Regions from separate parts of the Hordeum vulgare genome. Here region 2 is linked to region 1. A link is a contact called in public Hi-C data. All regions are on one chromosome and are shown on one strand. The core of a region is the stretch at or near the end of the contact, and the rest is flanking DNA. Distances in the headings are between cores, read along the strand shown. Region 1 holds the start of LOC123430159 (transcription factor BHLH6-like). Region 2 holds the start of LOC123430162.

The links. A called contact is a pair of places that touch in the nucleus more often than the background predicts.
Region 2: a contact with region 1 is called in a Hi-C map of leaf, with 4 times the contacts expected there. The contact joins the promoter of LOC123430162 here to the promoter of LOC123430159 in region 1. A contact is called at or near these places in 1 of 6 Hi-C or Micro-C datasets (leaf) and 1 of 1 datasets of contacts at active chromatin or transcription factors (embryo).

What each region holds. Positions count from the first base shown.
Region 1 is chr2H:402,583,583-402,589,431 of MorexV3_pseudomolecules_assembly, forward strand. It overlaps LOC123430159 (transcription factor BHLH6-like), which reads right to left and starts at 3,318. Exons shown (of 5, transcript XM_045114056.1): 1 at 3,157-3,318; 2 at 2,832-3,054; 3 at 2,481-2,726; 4 at 2,200-2,370. The coding sequence starts at 3,248.
Region 2 is chr2H:402,984,594-402,991,061 of MorexV3_pseudomolecules_assembly, forward strand. LOC123430162 reads right to left here and starts at 4,334. Exons shown (of 3, transcript XM_045114060.1): 1 at 3,604-4,334; 2 at 3,392-3,519; 3 at 2,532-3,256. The coding sequence starts at 3,665. The coding sequence ends at 3,123.

The DNA of each region.
Region 1 (5,849 bases), core at 2,068-4,567:
CAGAGATTAGCATCCACAAGGGTGTGAACTTCAAGATACATCATCGTCTCTGCATGCTTGAGTTATCTCTTACCCGGGCCCTTTACTTTTGCACTTTACTTTGTGATAGTCACATCGTCTCTTCTTATATATCTTGCTAACCCTTAGTTGTTTATCTTGCTTAGCATAAGTTGTTGGTGAACATAGGTGAGCCTAGTTGTTTTCGATTTTGTGCTTGACATATTAAACGTTAGTTTTATTCCGCATTTGTTCCAGCCTAAATCGTAATTATTTTAAAGCGTCTATTCACCCCCTCTAGGCACATCCACATTCTTTCATCGTGGACAGTCAAGGACGTTGCAAATGTATCTGGTTTCATCCCTAGGGGTGGACGAGGTGGCAGGGGTTGCAGTAATGTCCCCCCTCCTCATGCTACTACTGAGGTAACGGCTGACCGTGCCCTAGAACCCCTCGTAGGCTCATATCCTTAAGTCGGGTTAGACACCTCTGGTATCTTACCTCCCTGCGGCGACGCTTGTAGCAGTATCTGAGCTGGGTACGATCCCATGGAGAGTTAATCTTTATTTGTAGCGGGTGTGGACCTCAAAGCCGACTTCACGAGGAAAAAAGAACAAAATTATTGTTTCAATTGTGGTCTTATTGGACACTTTGCCATAGACTCCACAGTTGAGCCATGCGATACTACCTCCGTCCTGGTTTACTTGTACCCCTCGTATTTTGGGTCATATTATGATCATGATTTTAACTAATAAAATATAAATTTACATAACAAAAATAATATCATGAAGACAATGTTTAAGTATATGTGGTAGTAGTTGTTTAAAGCTGGAACACAATTGTGATGATTGTGCGGTTCTTTCGATGATCAAGTCAGTGGTGATGACATATTGTGTTTGCAGTTTGAGACTCATGTTTTTTGAAAGAAAAGTGTCCCAACTCAAGTCGTCCATGACTTCGAAATGCACGGACAAGGGATAGACATAACGTATGTCTCTGTGTGGGAGGATCAAGTGGCGATGCGGCTTCAAAGGCTTATTGCTGGGAATTTTCATTGGTGTCCGATTATAATTGTGGTCAAAAGAAGCAAATTTAAGAGTATTGATAGGATGTTAACTGTCTTACTTTGAAATACATTGCCCGTCTAATTATCTATGTCTATACCTACTAATAAAGATACTATTGCTTTTGCATGTCGATTATTAAAACTACCCCCAAAATTGACACAAATTACCCATCATGTCACCCATAAGTAAAGATGGATTGATTTGCTACAATGTCGTTTTCTTTGGTTTATATACCATGCATACCCAAATTAAATACATAACACAGCTAGCCCATTGGTCAAAACTTTACTGTTCCACCTAGCTGACGTGAGATCAACCCTTTGAAATATGCTATTATCTTGAATGTTACTCATTTCTAAAAGAAAGTTTATAGTGCAAACTTAATTAATAACTTCTCTATATTGGTTATTTTGAAAATGGCTATTACATAAGTTTCTTATCCCATTTAACTTGAGCAGATACGATAGTTTAATACTCTCATAAAAGATAGTATTGACACTATAGCGGATGTTGATTTATACTAGCTACACTATGCTAAATGTTGAAATAGGTACACATTCATCCTATTTTTCATCGTGCATAATAACCGACAATATACGATGATGTACAATAAATTATTGATACGAGCTTTATGTAAACAAGTGGCTTAATATTAATATCCATATATTTTTAAGATTGTGCCATAAGATTTTTAGAAACACCTTGAGTACAATTAAACAAATTATCCAATCATTACCTTTGTACAAAACACTACTTATCATGTTGTTTGTTGTGTGAAGATCTCAAGGTATTTGCTGATATCGTCCAGTGTGTGCAAAAGAATGATTTATTTATTTTTATATTGCAACACACGACCATATTTGCTACTACTTCTGAGTTGAATCTACTAGTTCAGTCAAACAAAACTAAAGAATCTATCGAGTTCATGAAGAAACCCAGCGTACGTTCTTCCTGAACCGAGCCATGTCACATGTGAGGTCATTTATGTGACGTCATCAGAGGTGATGTCATGAAAGAAATTCGTGAGCAACCAAGTAAAAGGGACAGAAGCAAATCCTTTTCGTTGGTGAAATCAGGATAGAGGGAGAGGAGCAATTGATTGTGTGGGAAAGACAGCGAACCGATGGATGGTTACCTCGACGAATATGGTATGGACCATGCTGCCGGCCACGGTGGTGACACTTGCCGTGATCACCTTGAGACACAGCGACTGCAGCGCCCCGCACACCTTGGCCATGGCGTCCCGCGCCTTGCCGTGCCTCAGGCTCACCACCGACAGCTTCTCCGACACATTCGTCACATCCAGCTGCACAGACCGTAACCGCACTCTCATTCGATCGACTGTACTACTTACGTCTTTGCAATTGCATTGCATGGTGTCGTTTCATAAGGTTGCCCGGAAGGTTGATATTTTACCTCGAGGATTTCGACGGGATACGCGACTGGGGAAGTGATGGCGTCGTTGATGGAGGAGGCGGAGCTAGTCCTCCTCATCTTCCGTCGCCGTGGCAAGTCCGCGCTGTCTTCCTCCGCCTGGCTCCCGACGGAGGCGGTGCAGTTGTGAGTTTCGAGGTCGGATATCTCGGCTAGAAGCTGCCGCTCCTGCTCCTGCAGCGCCTCGATGTACGCGATGGCGTCCTGGATGATGGACGCCTTGTCCATCTAACGTCGCCGCACAAACGCAAGTAAATTAAACACACAGGTTCTCTTGTTGTATAGTGATCTAATTGCTCAGTCCCACGCGGGCGGGCGGCAGGGCGCGCTCACCTTGCTGATGTTTGGAACGACGCCGCGGAGGTTGTAAAGCTTCTCGTTGAGCCTCCTGCGACGGTCCCTCTCCATGATTATGTTCTTGCTCGCCCGGGTTGCCCTCGTCGTGGCCGTCGACCACGAGCTGGCGCCGTCCGGCGAGCTCGAGTCGTCGTAGCAGGAGTACAGACCGGACAGCGAGTCCTCAGCCGACAGGTACATACTGCAACAATCAACAAGGCTAATCCAACGGTTAATAGGCACGGAAGGATCGAACAATCACGGGCGATGGATTGCCCCATGATCAGAAAGCAGAGTGGCGCACTTGAATGTGCAGGCTCACCTGTCGACGACGGCGAGCTCGAGCACCTGGGCCTCGAAGAAATTAGGCGTCTCCCAAGAGAAGTCCAAGCTCATGTCCATGTCGGCCTCCATTGGAATTTGGAACGAGACAACGGGTCGATCTGCTCGCACAGATGGTTGTTGAACTCTCTCTCTCTCCCCCCCCCCCCCCCCCCCCCTCTCTCTCTCTGTTCTGTACTGGCGCTTGTTTATAGCGAGGAGTTTTGTTCTGCCAGGGGTACTTGATGCCTCACTAACTAGTACACTCGCTAATCAGCACCCAGATGCTTTATGCAGAAGCATGGAATAGTACTACTTGTAGGATGCGATCAGGATGTGACTGCGTGTGGATAGCCTGAATTCGTTAGCACAAGTGGCAGCGTATTGAGGATGGTAGATCTGCGTCGCTGTGTGGCGGGGGCCGACATGCGAGCGAGACCACCCTACGTGATGGCACCTGGCGCCTTCTCGGCCTAGACGTCGTGCGTGCCAAATAGCCATTGGCTGTTTTTCCATTCTCGGTTCCCGTTCCATTCGAGATCGAATCTGTGCCTATGCGCTGCTGTCCCCTTCTTGTCAACGTATGGATCCATCGCCTTGCATGTGATCCGTCCAGGCCATGTATGATGTATGTTTGGCAGCGGGCAGCTGCATCTTCGTGTGGGGGCTCATAATCTTGTGCGATGTTTTTCTTCCGGACGAAAAAGGTCATGGACGACAAATATACTTTTACTTTAGGAAAATAATTAAAATTTACCGACTGATTTCTCAGGATCTAAGCCGTGTCTGTGGCGCCTCACGCGTCCTTGACAGGACCACCCACCCGCCCACGCCTTATCCTTTCTTCTCTGGTCATCTTCTTTTCTTGTTCATCAAATGAGCCGATCCTTTTTCTTCTCCATCAAATCGCCTCTGCTTCTCGCGCCTTGCTCTCATCCTTATGATCGAAGAATCCCCTCTCTCTTTCTTCTTTCCACTCGAGCTGCGGTGGCCTCGGTGCACCGGTGTGCTGACCCCTTGCAGCAGGCAGGTCGCAGTCGGTCTTGCATCAACGACTAGCCGTTGATCTTGTCGGGACGCCGACGCTCGTGCTGCTGCAAAGCGGTATTCGGTGCAACCCACTCGTGATGTTGTACCTGCGTCCTGACGCGACGTGCTTCCCTCGCGATGCTGTAGTGAAGTGCACACAGCTGTAATGAAGCACAGTGGGAGGCTGTAATGGAGCATTGCGCGGGGTCGTTGAGCTCCGTCGGGGCTACAATGAAGCGCCACCGGAGCTACAATGAAGCAGGTCGGAGTTGCATTGAAGCACGCCGGAGCTGCAATGAAGCGCGCATGGGGTCGTTGAAGCTCGTCAGGGGATGCAACGGAGCACCGTCCGGGATTGCAATGGAGGGTCACTGGGGCTGCAATGGAGTGCCGGCGGACGAGCCGGTGCTTCACACCACCCTGAGCTGCCTTGGAAGTTGTTGCGTTGAAGATTTTTTGGCGCGGTCGACGTTGCCTTTTTTTGAGCAGGGTGGCTCCTGGTGCTGCAATGCAGCGGTCATCGGCGGCTTCGGTTGGGTTGCTGTGATAGAGGATCAACACTCCGGTGATGGGAGCTCCTACCGGGGCAGCTGCTCCGACGAAGTGAGCACTACTAGGAGGGAGCAGAGGGTCGTACAAGCGAGAGGATGAAGACACGTTGTGCGTTGCTGCGAGCATGCATCGAACGACCACGAGTATTAGATCGAACGGCTATCCAGGCGGTTGGTCTTTTTCTAAGATCAACCGGATGATTTATAGCAACCGCCTTTACTTTATCATGGTATATATAATTTGGTTCATCAATTTCAAAACCAAAAAACCTAGTCCCTCAATTGTCAAAATCGGATATTTATCGTCCCTTAAACCGCTTCACGCGTTTTGTGTGGATGTTGCATTGTTTTCAACACTGATCATGCCACATCATCATCCACCTGACATTCAGCTTCTTTGTCGTTCTTCTTTCTATCTCTCTTGCACCCTCTTAACTCACGCACAAGTCCGAGGAAGAATCCGTTAACACGTAAGTGCTAGTGAGTTCATGCTTTAGTTAATTGGTCCAAAAGTTTGAATTGATGGAGAAAGAAGGATAATATATTTCAACACTTTCACTAGTAGGAGAAAGGCTACCAATAGCGCTGGCTTTAGCCTTACAAGTTGCGCTGGGGCCAGCGCTACTGCTAGCACGCTACAGCTAACCTGTTAGCAGTAGCGCTGGATTAAAAGCGCCACTAGTATCCACATTAGCAGTAGTATTGGAAAAAATAAAGCGCTACTCCTAAGCCAGCGCTACTGCTGATATTCGAACGCTACTGCTAATATTCCTGCTTTCAATATTTAATTCATGTCATATTTATGCCCCCTCTACGTATTTGTGCATGCTCTAAACAATAGTTTCATCGTATCATAATAAACATGCATTATTCTCATCATATCATACACATAAAGTATCATGTCATATAATCATCATCTTACGTACTCATCTAACAACTCATCATCATCTTAATGATATACCAAGTTAAGATCTCATAAAACACAAAAACATCATAATAGTCGTCATATGCATAGATCCTAATCGATCATGCCAAGTTAATATAAACTAGGAAAAATAAGATCTAGTCCTCGCTCCTAGGTGTAATGTCATAAAACAGAATAACGCCTATGTCT
Region 2 (6,468 bases), core at 3,084-5,583, 400 kb after region 1:
GGATGCGCGAGAGCCAAACTCGATAGAGGTCCCAATGCGAAGAACCCGGAGCAGCTGGATGAGGGACTGCCAGAACTGTGATCCCCTAGACCGCTCGCAGAAGGCCAGAGGTTGGCCACGTAGGTACTTATTCTGAATTATGTGGAGCCATAGGCCCCCCTGGCCCCTTGAAATCCTCCAGAGCCAAAGAGTGAGCAGGGAAATATTCATACGCTTGGAGGACATGATCCCTAGGCCACCCTCATAGCGCGGTTTGCATATCTTCGACCACCGAACTATGTGGTACTTCTGCTTATCTCCGTCGCCGGCCCATAAGAAATGTGTCTGGACCGTGGCGATCTCGTGGTGGAGTGTCTTTGGCAAGCTGTAAAGCTCATCAGGAAGAGAAGCAAGCTGGACAGGGAGGAGTTGATGAGGATCGTCCTGGCAGCCTTCGAAAGCCATCGTCGCTGCCACGGCTCAATACGTTGCTGCAGCTTGGCAGCTGTAGGTCGCAACTCCGCCACCGAGAGGCGGGAGTCAGTGATGGGGATCCGCAGGTATGTCGTGGGGAAGGATCCCAGCTGGCAATTAAGTCGGTCGGCGATGCTATGGGCCATGGCACGAGGGTAGCCCAGGACCATGACCACGCTGTTATTAAAGTTTATTTTGAGACTGGACATCTACTGGAAGTAGAGGAGAAGGAATTTCAGGTTCGACATATCATCATCCGAGCCCTCAACCATGATGATCGTGTCATCTGCATACTGCAAAAGAGATACGCCAAGATCACCTACCAAGTGTGGGACAATGTCGCTTATATGGTCGGCCTCCTTGGCCTTGTCAAGGATGGAGGCAAGCGCATCAACCATCATGTTGAACAAGAATGGGGAAAATGATCACCCTGGCAAACTCCACACATGATGGGGAAGTAGGGTCTGATCTCCCCATTGATATTAACAGTGATACGGCCAGAGGAGACCATCTGCATCACCCGCATCACCCACCTGTCGTCGAATCCCTTACATAAGACTCTTCGGTATTACCACACACGGATCCTCAGTTTCAGAGATAAATAGTCCAGAACATGAACACAATCCAACTCGATTGTAGCAACAACTAATTTCTTGAGGACGCACATATCTTGTAATTCCCTCCCGTTTTTTAGGGCTCCCACTCCCGCTTCCGTGCGGCGACGCCCCGCCGCACTGAAGAGCCCCCGCCTCCTTCCTCCGTTCCTTTCCAACATCATCTCCCCTACCGTCACTGCCGTCGCGGGCTCACTGGCAAAACCTGTGTGCCGCAGCGGTGGTGGCGACGCTTCTTCTCGACCGGATCTCGTGAAGGGGCGGCGGTCCTCGTCGGCTGGACATTTGACAATGATGCGGGACGGCGGCGGCCAGTACCGGCATGCATGCAACAGCGTACAACGACGGGTCCTGCGCGATAGCATCGACATCCCATCTGATTCGTGATGGGCTTCGGCGACCGCACAACTTGCTGCCGTGTACCATCCATGTTCCGTCAACGACATGCTGCGACTCAGCTCGACCTGCAACACGAGGACGTCGGGGGTTGTGGCTCAGGGCGTGGCGGTAGTGGCCACCTCCTTCGGTAGAGGTGGTCGGCCTGAGGCTGGATGGTCGGCTTTCAAGATCCGTCATCTAGTCTGGGCTGCGAGTTGGGGAGACATGGTGGTCTATGAAAACTGAGCCGTTGGCGGAACATGGCAGCGTTTTGCGTCGTTACCTTGATGAAGGCATCGTCGTGTAACTATTGTCGACCCACTTGTGTTGCTTCGGGGGAAACCCTAGGATCTGGTCTTCCAGATCGAACGATGGTAGTATTGTGATGTCGTTTTTCTCTTGGGGGCATAGTTTGTGGAGTAGTGGTGGAAGATAGAGGTAGGAGGTGGAGCGGCTTCGTCTTGCACGGAGCTTCGGTGGAGTTACCAAGCCATTCATGGTCGACACGTGCTACGTTGAGTCATGCCTGGTTAGCAGGTGTTACGCTCGACAGATCTTGCAGAGTCTTTGCGTTGGACGGACGAGCGCAAGGTGGTGGTGTCGTGGTGGCGTCGACGGAGGTCCGGACTGGTAAGGATGATACGGATCTCTCTCCTGAAGATGGGTTAGTGATCTGATGATGATGTCGGCTTCTAAAACGTGTGCATGTGATGTGCGCTTTAGGTCTGCTACACCGGTTGTTGGTCTCGATATGTTATGTGAATGGATTGGCGATGACACTGATTTTAGATATGAGAGTGAGAGCACTCCACGTTATCGAGTTTGTAGGTGTGAGTGACTACTTCAGATGAATTGATGCATGTTTTTATCAAACCTTTGTGAAATAATTAATAAAAAATAACTATATGCATTAATTGATGCAGACCATGGGTTTAACCTCCTTTTCTAAAATAAAAAATCGTAAAAACTAATTTCTTGAGAACAAGCAAGAGAAAATAATTAAAATATGCTGCGGCAAGTGCGTTGACGACCTAAATACCATCACCATGGTGATTACTGTATTAAAGCAAAACAACACACAAAGACTCAGTTAATCCATGCTGTAATATCACACCCCTGGAATGAATAAACAACCTTCGTGAGAATCAAATTCACTTGTCCGAGAGCTCGCATGCTACATGGAATAGCCATCTCTGAAATTTGAAGCTCGATGGAGATAGAACATGAACTCCAAGGAAGAATCACTTGCGAAGAAAAAAATACAACATAATCCAAATTATGATTAACAGGGAGCATCACACGGAGGAATAAACTCGCCAGTTAGAGGATGGTGGGGCAGGCGGCCAATGGCAACCTGGACCTCGACACGCTCCCCTCATGCGCTTATTCGCTGCTCTCGGCCACCACTGACGGAGTTGCGCTCCAAACCTCATTCTCCACCACCAACAAAAATGGAAGGGCGGATAGGCACAGGTGGCACTGTGATATCCGTAATGAATACTAGTTTCATAGGCCTATCACCAAGGTTTAGCAATTCACTCTCGGTGATCTTTCTCCACAAGAAGAACCCTGCTACAGCCCTGCAAAGGCTTGGGGTAACAAGTATAAGAATCACAACAAATTTGATCATAGACCCAAGCTATGTAAGCTTCTCATCGGTGTTACCTTGCAGATACACTAGACTACATCCAAAAGTTGAAGAATCCAATATTGAAAACTGGTAGTGCATGCTTCAGGTAACCAAAATGGCCTGGACCCTCGGTGTATGAACCATGGCAGGTACCACACTCCCCGTGTTTGTTTGCAGCTCCCTAGAATTTGTCGTAGTAGATCGATAATACAATGCATTGCACAAACACAGTGGCGTGCCTGGCTAGCTAATATTGTTCGGGCAAATGCACACATGAATCCATGAATTGATCAATGAGGACGAATCGAGAGATTACCATCCGCGTGTCGAGCAATCCTTTGCGCCGGCTTCATGCCAGGCCAGTAGATCCGGTTGTTCCAGACCTGCGCCCCCGCGGACTGGAATATCTCGTTGCCTGACAACATGCTGAACTGCGTGCTCTTTCTGCAGCACAACAGGACGAGGGTCAGTAAGTGGGCAGCCGCGGCGGCGAACACGACGACACAACAGAGTGGAAAGCATCCTTACATCCTTGGGCAGATCCTAGCCGACTGCCCCGTGATGGAGTACGCCCAAGAGAACAGCGCCATAGTTGCTAGGAGGAGGAGAAGTGCCACGCCAAGCAGATCCAACGGCCGTAGCCAGTCGCTGAAGCAGGGCGAGGGACCCCGACCAACGCCATGGTGAAGAGGAGGAGCTGGAGGGGTCGGCGTGGTGAGGGCGCTGGAGCTTGTTGAGCTCTGCCACCGCGACTCCGTGGCCGTGGTGAGGAGGGCAGGGACACCACTCAAATCATGGATGGCGGAACACGACGGGCTGGGACAATGTCAAAAGAGCACGACGGTCGGCTGGATCGGGGCATGAGACGAAGACGCTGGATCTGAGGTTTGGAGGATAAAATCATGGGAAAGGATGGGCATGGCGCTGATGGAAGAAGAGAAAGAATTGATGCGAGCGTACGATGAGGCCATGAGGAGAAGGCACGGGTGAATGGAGGAATGCCAACCAAAAACAAAAGTGATAAAAAAAAAACGATGGCACTTCTCATGGGCTAGGAACCATGGTTTGGACCCTTCCATGAGTTTTCTTTTTTTGAATGTTGGTAGTTACTCTACCAAATTTATGATCAGGAGAGGAAACAGAGTACAAGGATAACCCAAACAGGTCGGGCACTAGAGAATTACGGAAAGGACGAAGAAAAAAACAGCGATAAAAAGGTCAAAGCTAATCAGCCCGGGTCGAAAGGAATTTCTGCTCCAATCATGTTCTCTTCCTTTAATTTCGTAATAAAGTTGTCCAGCCTCAAAGATTCATTATTGACAATACTCCTATTCATCTCGTTTCAAATTTTTCACGTCAGAAGTTGAATGGCGGAAAGGGTTACGTTTTTTGGTTTCCTTGCTGGCAGCCTCGTAGCAGTTGCTCACCCATAGATTTAGGCTGCTTGTCGCAGACCATGATGCAGGAAGGAGCACCGGAAGGTTGCTGAGGTAGGCAACAAAGATCTAGAAGCTACGCGACCAAGGACAGTTAATGAGAACGTGCACCTGAGTTTCCAGGCTTCGTTCACAAAGGAGGCAGAAATAGCTATTATCCCAACCGCGCCGCAGCAAAGCATCAGCGGTTAAGATCTCGTCAAGCAGGGCAGTCCACAGGGAAGCGACATTTTAGCGGTGCCCACGGTTTGCAAACCAAGTTGATACCTAGCACCGGGGTAGATCCTTGGAATTGAAGCAGGTATGCGGAGCGGGCGATGTGCGCAGCCGATGTTGTGAAACGCCAGCTAATGGAGTCTGCCTCGCTTGTGCAAAGCATCACTTTTTCCAGCAAGGATGCTAGCTTAATGAGTTGTGGAGCCATGACCTGCGTGAGTCCCTTTGCCCTTCCCTTTGCCCTTCGATGGGCTTGGAACCGTAGCACATATGCCGTGGTCTGCCTTAATCTGTCACGCGCAGACATGTCAGCCTATGGGCAGAGCTTGCATGCATATGCGGTGGTCCAATCCGATCTAAAAAGGAAATAAACCTCAATCACTTAAAATTCAGAAGATGCTAAGAAGGGAAAGAGCTAGACCATATCCCAAGGAAAGCATGTGGCTATGATTGCAATTTCCCTAAAGAAACCAAATAGGGGACGCGGGGTTTCGGCTCTCGGGTGCATCTGCACCCGCGCCGACGAAATAAATCAGAACAAATACTAAACGAATTCAAAAAATTCCATTTTATTGTGTTGCACATATTTTGATGAGTGAGGTTGGCCCTAAATTTCTAGTTAGTTGGACATCTAAGCATTTCTCGGCAAAAAAGACAAAATATGGGTATGTGAAAAAGGTTGACTGTTCACAATTTTTTTGACCCGATTTGTCTTTTTTGCCGAGAGCTGTTCGGATGTCCAAATAACTTAAAATTTTAAGTGAACCTCACGCATCAAAATATCTATGACACAAAAACAAATTGGAATTTTTTAAATTTTTTAATATTTGTTTTGATTTTTTTCGTGAGAGGGGACAGATGAGCTCGGGCTCAGAAGAGGATTTCTTCATAGGAATGCTTTTGTTTATATATATGATTTTTTATATAAAAAATAAATCCTACAATTTAGGAGTAGTTACCCCGCATGTCTCATATATAGTAATTTATCATTTAAAATATGTTGATATACTATATGTAAGCTACTTCCAAATGAGTCACATGAAAAAATTGCAAGTAGGCCCACGGTTTTTATTATATTTACGAAATAGATATATATTTATACGTAAAAATGAACATACTCAAAATACGGAACATACTATCAAAAAGGTAATACATATACTCCCTAAACATTCTTATATACTACTTCCTCCGTCTCCAAAATATTGTCTTACATTTATCTAGATATGGATGTATGTAGTCACGATTTAATATGTTGATACATCCATTTGTAGAAAACCTAAGCTAAGAATTTTATGACGGATTACATATTACACATACATACTCTCCGATTTAATAGATACTACATACAACGTATAAAATTTAAGTAATGGTAACTAACACAGGATGCAAAATAACTTATTCTTCACTCAGGTAATCTTAAACCATTTAATAAATAAATTACATTTGGAATGTCAATAGTTACATTTATATTGATTTATTATGTAAAATTTGATGTAAAAAATTAAAAATATAGATCATAAGATCAGAAAAATCGCATTTCATGTATATTTTACACTATGTTTTTATGTTTGTAATTTTACGTGACATAAAATATAATTTATGATGACTACATATTTTCTTACGGTCTCTTTTTCGTATGAAATAAGAAACAAATAATAAAAACTAAAATTATGGTGCATTGGTGGGAAAATAGAGGGGGTGAAAAATAGATGAGAATTAGTTATTCTTCATTCCTCTCTAT